Regions from separate parts of the Mus musculus genome. Here region 1 is linked to region 2. The links are chromatin contacts, called in public promoter capture Hi-C maps. All regions are on one chromosome and are shown on one strand. The core of a region is the stretch at or near the end of the contact, and the rest is flanking DNA. Distances in the headings are between cores, read along the strand shown. Region 1 has its middle 20 kb from the start of Fam131c. Region 2 holds the start of Arhgef19 (Rho guanine nucleotide exchange factor (GEF) 19).

The links. Promoter capture Hi-C pulls out the DNA fragments that hold promoters and counts their contacts.
Region 1: a contact with region 2 is called in a promoter capture Hi-C map of liver. The contact joins the enhancer-like site here to the promoter of Arhgef19 in region 2. A contact is called at or near these places in 5 of 39 promoter capture datasets (the C10 cell line, the HPC-7 cell line, embryonic stem cells and 2 more), 2 of 484 Hi-C or Micro-C datasets (bone marrow-derived macrophages and liver), 4 of 115 datasets of contacts at active chromatin or transcription factors (bone marrow-derived macrophages, embryonic stem cells and pancreatic cancer cells) and 3 of 9 other capture datasets (adipose tissue, liver and pancreatic islet).

The regions. Positions count from the first base shown.
Region 1 is chr4:141,345,714-141,350,050 of GRCm38.p6, forward strand. No RefSeq gene overlaps it. Among named protein-coding and RNA genes, the nearest start is that of Fam131c, 20 kb to the right of the region's middle. Within about 2 kb of position 1,753, at least 24 of the 459 cell types and tissues checked have an H3K27ac peak or open chromatin away from gene starts, as enhancers often do. A contact at or near this core is called in liver and pancreatic cancer cells, where this site is marked.
Region 2 is chr4:141,237,450-141,241,778 of GRCm38.p6, forward strand. Arhgef19 (Rho guanine nucleotide exchange factor (GEF) 19) reads left to right here and starts at 2,156. Exons shown (of 18, transcript NM_001379647.1): 1 at 2,156-2,421; 2 at 3,183-3,295. C630004L07Rik (RIKEN cDNA C630004L07 gene) reads right to left here. Exons shown (of 2, transcript NR_165245.1): 2 at 726-2,488.

The DNA of each region.
Region 1 (4,337 bases), core at 503-3,002, 110 kb after region 2:
GATTTGAAAAGCTATAAGTCCAAGCTGAGGTGGAATTGGAGCTAGCTTTGTGGGGGACCTCTCCCTGGTGTGCATTCAACTGCCTTCTTGCCCGATGTGCCAGTGGTGGTGGGGAGAGGGGCTCGTATACCTTCTTTTGATGTCACTGTAGTTTGGAGATATTTTTTTCCCCTTTGAGCTTTTCTTTTCTTTTTTTTTAAAGATTTATTTATTTATTTATTTATTTATTTATTCATTTATTATATGTAAGTACACTGTAGCTGTCTTCAGATGCACCAGAAGAGGGCATCAGATCTCATTACAGATGGTTGTGAGCCACCATGTGGTTGCTGGGATTTGAACTTCGGACCTTCAGAAGAGCAGTCGGGTGCTCTTACCCACTGAGCCATCTCACCAGACCCCCCTTTGAGCTTTTCAAAACAGGGTTTCTCTCTTAGCAGCTCTGGGTTTCCTGGACTCACTCTGTAGACCAGGCTGGCCTCAAATTCACAGAGATCTGCCTGCCTCTGCCTCCTGGGTGATGGGATTAACAACCTGTCCCACCAAACCCGGCTTGGAGTTAAATTTTCCTGTAGTTGAGAATGATGTTGGTGATCTTGTGTTTCCAGCCCTCCTGCCTCCACCTCCCAAGTGCTGGGAGTATGGGACGGAGCAGTGACACCCTGTTCTCACCTGCCTGTGTTATAGGGCAGTAATTGTAGCCCTGAGGGCCCCCGTTCTCCTTGTGTGTGAATGGTGAATGCCATGCGGGTGTGCAGTAGAGAAGGAACTTCGCGGTTGTGTGTGTGAATTATATCCAGTTGCTTCAGTACAATCTGTTGAAACCTACCCCCCAACACACACACACACACACACACACACACACACACACTCAAACACACACACACACTCAAACACACACAGACACATACACACTAACACACACACATACAAACACACACACAGACACACACTCAAACACACATACACAAACACACACACATTCAAATTCACACAGAGACACACACACACACACAACACACATACACAAATGCACACACAAACACACAGAGACACACACACACATAGACAATTTTCTTAAGGGCTTGCTAACCAGGGCTGGAGAGCTGGCTCGGAGGTTCAAAGCACTTGCTGCTCTTGCAGAGAGAGAACTCAAAGTTCAGGTCCCGGCACCCACGTAGGAGCTCCCAACCATCTGTAACTCCAAGCCCAGGGGACCTGATGCCCTCTTCTGGCCTCTGAGGACACCAGACACACGTGGTACACAGATATCGATGCAGGCAACGCATGAACAGTGTTTTAAAACCGTGAGTCTTGGGCCGACTGGAGAGCTGGCTCGGAGGTTTGGAGCTTGTGTTGTTCTTTCCGAGGACCTGGGTTCAGTTGCCAGCATCTACTTGGTGGTTCATAACCATCCATTAGCTTCAATTCTAGGGGGTCTCATACCTTCTTCTGGCCTCTGGGGGGACAGGGCATGCATGTGGTACACATATATACCTAGAGACAAAATTTTCACTTATGTAAAATAAAATAAGTAAATTAAAAACAAACAAACAAACAAACAAACAAACAAACAAACAAACTGGGATTTAGGTTTTCCTCAGCAGAGATGTGGGGCCCCGAGACAGTTCTGTTACTGGAAAGCCCCATTTGAAACGATTACCTCACACTAGTCTGTCCTTACCTTTGCCCAGCTTACACCTCAGCCCCCACGTGGCCTCTATGTAACCACTTCTGGCTCCTTAGTCTCTAAGCCCTACACGTGACTATGTCAAGGACAAGCCATTCCAACTGAAGGCCCCTGGGGAGCCCTCTGCTCTACAGTCTGCTGTCTCGCTCAGTGCCAGGCACTCACTTGGTGCCACGTGTAAACCAGGCTCCGCACGGGAATTCAGTGGTGAATGACACAGGCTGCCCCTGACCCCACACACATACCAGGAAGATAACAGACCGGAAGCTATAAGCCATCATGGTCAGGGTTGAGAAACCTAGCAACCAGGAGCCTAACAGGGAAAGCTTCCTGGAGGAAGCAAATTAAAGCTGAGGTTGCAAGAATGAGGAACAGGCATCAGGCAAAACAGGGCTGGAGGAGGGAGGAGGTGGTCCAGGCAAAGGGACCAGCATTTGTCAATGAATGGCGGAGAGAAGGTGGCTCGGGTTGGGGAAGGCACAGGAGAGGGTCTGTACTCTGTCAAGCTTTAGGAATCCCACTTTCTTCTTCTAGACCGGAGTGGGTGGAGGACCTGGGCTCCAAGGAAATCTAGCTCCCTTGATCTCTACACTGGGGCCTTCCTTTCTGGAAAGGTCACAGTCTTTGGCTCACACCTGGGTCCCGTAGCTAGACTCCTTCCTTCCCTCTGGCCCAGGGCACAGCGGAGGACACCACATCCCCCTGCAGGATTTAGAGCTGAAAGAACTTATAGAAAGGTTTCTTCCTCCACCTCCCCCGCCAGAGCGTCCTCATCCTGCAACAAAGACGACGAGCCCTGAGGCTCTGCCTGGCTTTCCTGTGGCACCTCCACTCCGTCCTGTTTGCCTTGGACATGGGCCCCGAGCTGGGAACAAGGAGGGACACGGAGGAAGGACATAGCCCTGAACCCTGATCTCTCAGCAAAGATCTCCGCCATACTGCTTCCCCAGTCAGGAGTCTGGTGAGTGAAGACCTATGAGACCCACCTGAACCTTCGTCTGCTCTTCAGTCCAGCCCAGAGTCATCTTGGGCTAACTTCTCAGGGGCATTGTCAAGAAGGGGAGGCCAGACTTCCACCTGTCTACTCCAGGACTCGAGAGGCAGAGCCAGATGGGGAGCCAGCTAGCAATCATTTATCTCACTTAACTGCATCCTGCCCATTGTGCGGATGGAAAAACTAAGGTGCAGATTGTAAGACAAAAGAGGCAGAGGCAAAACAGAGCCAGATCTCCAGACTCTGAACCTTCTGTTCGGTTCTTTCCTCAGCTTCTCAATGCTCGCAGACGTCTGCCATAGGAACCCGGGGGGTGGAGTGGGGGACTGGCAGGAGTGTCACATCTCATGTTTAGTCTTTGGTGGCCAGGGACTGGCAGGTGCTGTAGGAACGGCTCTCTTGTCTCAGATCCTGGAAATGGGCCTCCTGGCAGCCATGGAGATTAAGGTCCCTCCCAGGCCCCGTCATGCTTCACTGGAGGTTGACACTTCCCTGGCTCCCAGCTCCAAAAACATCAACGAAATGGGACCCAACAGAACAGGCCTTGTTTGGTCGTAAGGACCAGGTCCGCGCCTTGCAGGTTCCACTGTTGCTTGGAACTCAGGGAACGCACACCTGGAAAACTCGGGGCATCTGAGCCCCCTTTGACAGGACTTAGACGACCTTGGCTTGTGAGGGCGGGCTGCTTCGGGGGTGTGAGGAAGTGGGGCTTTGCTCTGGGTCATGTGTCATCACAGAGCAGAGGCAACTCTGACTGGGGATCTTAGAGATTTTTTTTTTTTTAATCTAAAAGGAAGAGCCACGAAGTGAAGCTGAAGGCACTGTCACCCGTCCAGCCAGGATCGGGGATGTTGGATTCTCCTGTGCTTTAGAGTGTGTTCTTTTATGAATTTGCGTTCAGACGTGACAGGGCAGAGTCCCGGTGCATTTCGGTCCTACCGTGGCTTTGCTGGACATGCCAATCTTCAGCATTGCTTCTGTGTCCGGGGCCAGCATCCCGGGAGGGACCTCAGAGGGACCCTCCTGCCGTTTTCCGTTCAGAAGCTGAGCCAGCAGCCTTGCACTGACTGCTAGCAAGGAGCAGGTCCCAGCCAGGTAGACAGGCTTGCTCTGTGGCTGCAAAGGAAGGTGGACCCGAGTCCAGATCCCAAGGTTCTCCCTCGGAGGAGGCTTGCACCCTAATATGCCTTGCATCTTTATTCTTTCATAAACGTCGAAGGGACACTCGTTTTATGCCAAGACCCAAGTACCTCAGGCCAGTGCCTTAATTCTCAGTGCTCAGTTTGTCTCTCTGGGAAATGGGTACAATGTTAGTGCCTGAGATAGATGAGGGCCTATTGCATTGCCCTGAATTGCTGTGGTTAAACACTGGGTGTCAAGTGTGGAGCCATGCTGATCTGTACCATCATAGACCTTATTACAGAGAGGCAAGGAGAGGGCGGCTCGGGAGAACATGTCTTGTTCCTCCTTGTCATGGCCTAGAGACCGGAGACCCCAGTGATTCCCCACACAGCCTGGGCTGCATAGACCAGGATCTGAGGGTTCCAGAGTTCTGGTCCCTCCAGTCTATACTACCCCTTAACTCCCCCAACATAGCTGGGAGGGGGGCATCTCTTGAAATTGCCCTGGCTAGCCCCTGACACCATTCAGGCC
Region 2 (4,329 bases), core at 906-3,405:
GATGGAGACCATGACCTGCCCTTTGGTTTTGGTGAATTCTTGACAGAGGAAACAGAGGTTCAGTGGGGGCAGAGGCTGAGATTGGAGGAGGGGCAATAGAATAGGGAAACAGTAGTAGGTGTGGTCACATACAGTTTTAATCCCAGCACTCAGGTGACAGAGGCAGGTGGATCTGTCAGTTAGAGGCCAACCCGGTCTACAGAGGGAGTTCCAGGCCAGCCAGGGCCACATAGTGAGAAAAGGAAAAGAAAAAAATGAAAGAAAAGAAGAGAAAAGAAAAGAAAAAAAAGCTGGGCATGGTGACACACGCCTTTAATCTCAGCACTTGGGAGGCAGAGGCAGGCAGATTTCTGAGTTCGAGGCCAGCCTGGTCTACAAAGTGAGTTCCAGGACAGCCAGGGCTATACAGAGAAACCCTGTCTCGAAAAACCAAAAAAAAAAAAAGGAAGGAAAGAAGAAGAAGAAGGAGAAAGAGGGAGGAGGAGGAGGAGGAGGAGGAGGAGGAGGAGGAGAAGGAGAAGAAGAAGAAGAAGAAGAAGAAGAAGAAGAAGAAGAAGAAGAAGAAGAAGAAGAGGAAGAAGAAGAAGAAGGAGAGAGTGGAAGAATAGGGAAATAGGGCTGAAGAGAGGGTTCAGAGATTAAGACCATGGGCTGCTCTTCCAGAGGACTCAGGTTGGATTCCCAGCATCCACATGGCTGTCAATACCTACTGCAAGCCCAGCTTATTTTGTTTTTCCTTAAAATATTGCTCATTTATTTAAGTGTTTTCAATTCTGTGTGTGTGCTTCTTAGTGAATAAGGCATCCCACATGACTGATAAGCACATGTCTACCACAGCCCTGGCTATTGTAAACAACATACTTTGATTATATTCTTTCCCCTCCCAGAACCTCTCCACTTCTCCCCCTCCCTACCCACCAAACTTGACGCTCTTTCAAAAGAAGCAAGCCAGGCAGCGGTACACGCTTTTAACCTCAGCATTTGGGAGGCAGAGCCAGAGTTCCAGGAAAGCTAGCACTACACAGAGCTGTCCTGTTTCAAAAAGAACAAGACCTTGGAGTCAGATTTGTGATGGCCAACTCTTTCTGAGCTCGAGGCTCTTGAGTGTGTTTGATACACCTGATGTCACTCCATTGAAGAAGGCTGATGTCCCCTTGCCTGCCAGTATCAGTTGCAAATAGCCTCTTGGTGAGGGGTGGGAGTTTATGTCCACTTTACCTTCCACACACTGGGATTTTTGTCTGGCTTGAGCTTGTGCGGGTCTTATGCATTTGACAGTCTCTGTGAGTTCATATGTGCATCTTCTTGTCGGGAGTCGGGAAACTTCAGTTTCCTCTGGATCCATTTGCCACTTCTGGCTCTTCCAGCCTCCCTGCCCACTCTCTGGAATAGATCCCTGAGCCTTGAGGGTATGAGAAACGTCTCCCATTTAGAGCTGAGTGCCCCTAAGTCTCTCAAAGAGCTGTGGGTCTCTGTTAATTTCCCATCTACTGTTAGAAGCGTCTCTGAGGAGGGCTGAGCGATGGGCTGATGTACGGGACAGCAAGCAGTGCGTCAGTAGGAGTCGGTTTATTGTTATGCTGATTAAGCAGAAACGTAGTAGGTTTTCTCCCTGGGGCCCCAAAAGGAGCCCGAGCAAATATCAAGTCAAGATTATTTTAGTATGAGCATAAATTTGTACCTGAATGGGGGATGACAGTTGTAGGATTGGTCCCTGTTGGCCACGCCCCTGGTACCGGTAAGAATATCACAGCCAGCCCAGTGGATTTGCCAGCCTCCCGCTGGTGTCTGTGCGCTTCACCTGGCTCTGATCCAGAACCCCTACACACACACACCCTGCAGGTGGAAGACCCACCAGGCACGGAGGAGGGTGGGGAGTGACTGTAGGAACACCGTGCTAAACCTGGGTGCGACCAGACCTGCCTGGGAGTGGACGGTGTGCTAAGTCCGGGAGGGGTGAAGCATGCCCGGGAGGTGCAGGGCCTGCCTGCGACGGCCGAGTGCGGTTGCCTGGGTAGGGCGGGGCCTGCCTTGGAGGGTTGCTGAGCCTAGAGGGCGGGGTCTGACAGGGGCCAGGAGGCGGGGGATGGGGGACGAGCCTGAGAGGGGAGGAGGTGCTGAGGGTGGAAGAGGAGGAGCGTTGAGCCTGGATGGAGCGAGGCTCTGACTACTGTAGAGGGACCTAGCTGGAACCGCAGGAAGCTGAGTCTGTCTAGTACACAGCTGTTCGGCGTCGTCTGGGTTGAAGCCGCAGGACCAACTTCTAAGGGAGGGGAGAGGCAGGAGAGCAGAGCTCGGAGTCCACATCCGAGAAGCTCTTGGGACCCCCAAGTCCAAGATATTTCACTACCGGCGAAGGAACTCGCCCTCAACTACTGGAAAAATGCTGGCCGCGCATCTGGCTTCGTCATCCCCTGGGAGGTAGGCTGAGCGTCTGTCTGGGATTTGCAAGCATCGTTGAGTTCAGGGTCTGACACTGGCCAACCTGCTGTAGAAGGAGATTTAGGACAAGGTCAATGTGACCATTCATTGTCAAGGAGCCAGAGAGGCGGCTCCGTAGTTAAGAGAGCTGGCAGCTCTTGTGAGGATCTGGGTTAGGTTCCCAACACCCACATTCACAACTCTCTCTATCTCCAGTTTGCCACGGGATCCGAAGCCCTCATCTGACATCTGTGGGTACCAAGCATGCATGTCGTGCATGCAAGCAAGCATTCATACAATGTAAAGGAAATCGTATTTAAATTTTTATTTTATTATTCTTTATGTGTATGAGTGTTTTGCCTGCGTGTTCACCACATATGTACCTAGTACCCACAGGGACCAAAAAAGGGCGTCAGATGCCCTAGATGGAGTTATAGACAGTTGTAAGGTACCATGTGGATGCTAGGAACCTAACCCGGGTCCTCTGCACGAGCGGTTCTCTTAACCATTGAACCATCTCTCCAAATCCAAATAAATATTTTTCAAAAAAAAAATTATTGCCAAGCTGCATCCTTGTTATCAAGCCCTCAGAAGGTGGAAACAAAAAGGTCACGGGTTCAAAGTCATCCTTGGCTATAAATCGAGCTCAAATCAAGCCTGGACTGCGTAGTAAGTTTGAGGCCAGCCTAAGCTACATAGGAGACTCTGCCTGGACAAAACTAAACAGAAAGATTAATCATTTTCTGGTCCCCTTTCCCCAGTTCCTTCTGATCTTCCTGCCTTTGGCAGCCTGGCTCCAGTGGAATGTGCCCGCTGTGGTACCTAACAAGTTCAAGGAGAGGTCCTGGCGGTCCATCAAGAGGCGCTGCTTTAGGTCAGTAAGACTTTGGACTCTGGCCCCACCCACATCTGGCTGATTACGCCTCCTAATTGCCCCCACGTCCTGGCTCCTCCCTTTCAAGCCCCGCCCGCTAGAGTGGAGCAAGGATTGGCCAGGCTCCTTTACAATAGTCTTGCCTTCGACACGCCCCCTTTTACCTTGAACTTTCACGGGGCCGAGAGAGCTTCCCTCCTCCAGGAGTGCCTGCTCCACCCGACCCGGTGCGAAAGAAACACAATTTCCTAAGCTTTTTTTCTAGGGCTCCCGCCTTGGCCCCAACCCAAGGTCCAAACCCTCTGGTTTCCAGCGAGGGGCCAGGGCAGTGCCTCTTGGGAGGAATAGTCAGTTGGCGTTTTCTTCTCCACATCCCCTCTTCCTGCTCTACATTGACACAACTCTATCGCTCCCACTCACTCTGGACAGTGTCGTCTCACGGTGTAATGGTCCTTAGGTGGAGTAGAGGACCCCGCTTTGAGCTTAAAGTCATCAACTAGAAGCTAAAGAACCCACTCTGAGGGAGGGTTCACTGGGGTCTGGGCATGAAGTTTAGCAGGCCTATGGTATAGGAAGATTAGGGAACGGGCTTAGCTTAGCAACCCTGGAGATTGAAGATCAGGTGGTAGAGTGCTCGCCTGCAAAGGAGAGGTTCTGAGTTCAAGCCCCAACACTGTGTAAACTGGTGCTCGCTGTGATCCCAGCACTCAAAAGGTAGAGGCAGAAAGCTCAATATCCCAAGCTCGTCCTCACCTACATACCAAATTTTTCAGGGGAAAGGATGTGGAAGGGAGGTCAGCCAGGTGTCTCCCAGCACACCAGTCAGTGAGTGGCTAAGGAGGTTGGCAAGTGATGGTGCCAGATGAGTCTGGGTTTCATACTGATTATGATTATTCTCTTTCTTTTTTTCTTTGTGTTGACTTATTCATTTTTATTTTTCTATATGTGTGAGTTTTGCCTGCATGTCTGTAAGTGTATGGACCACATACATGCCTAGCGTCCAGGAAAGCCAAGAGAAAGTGTCAGATCACATG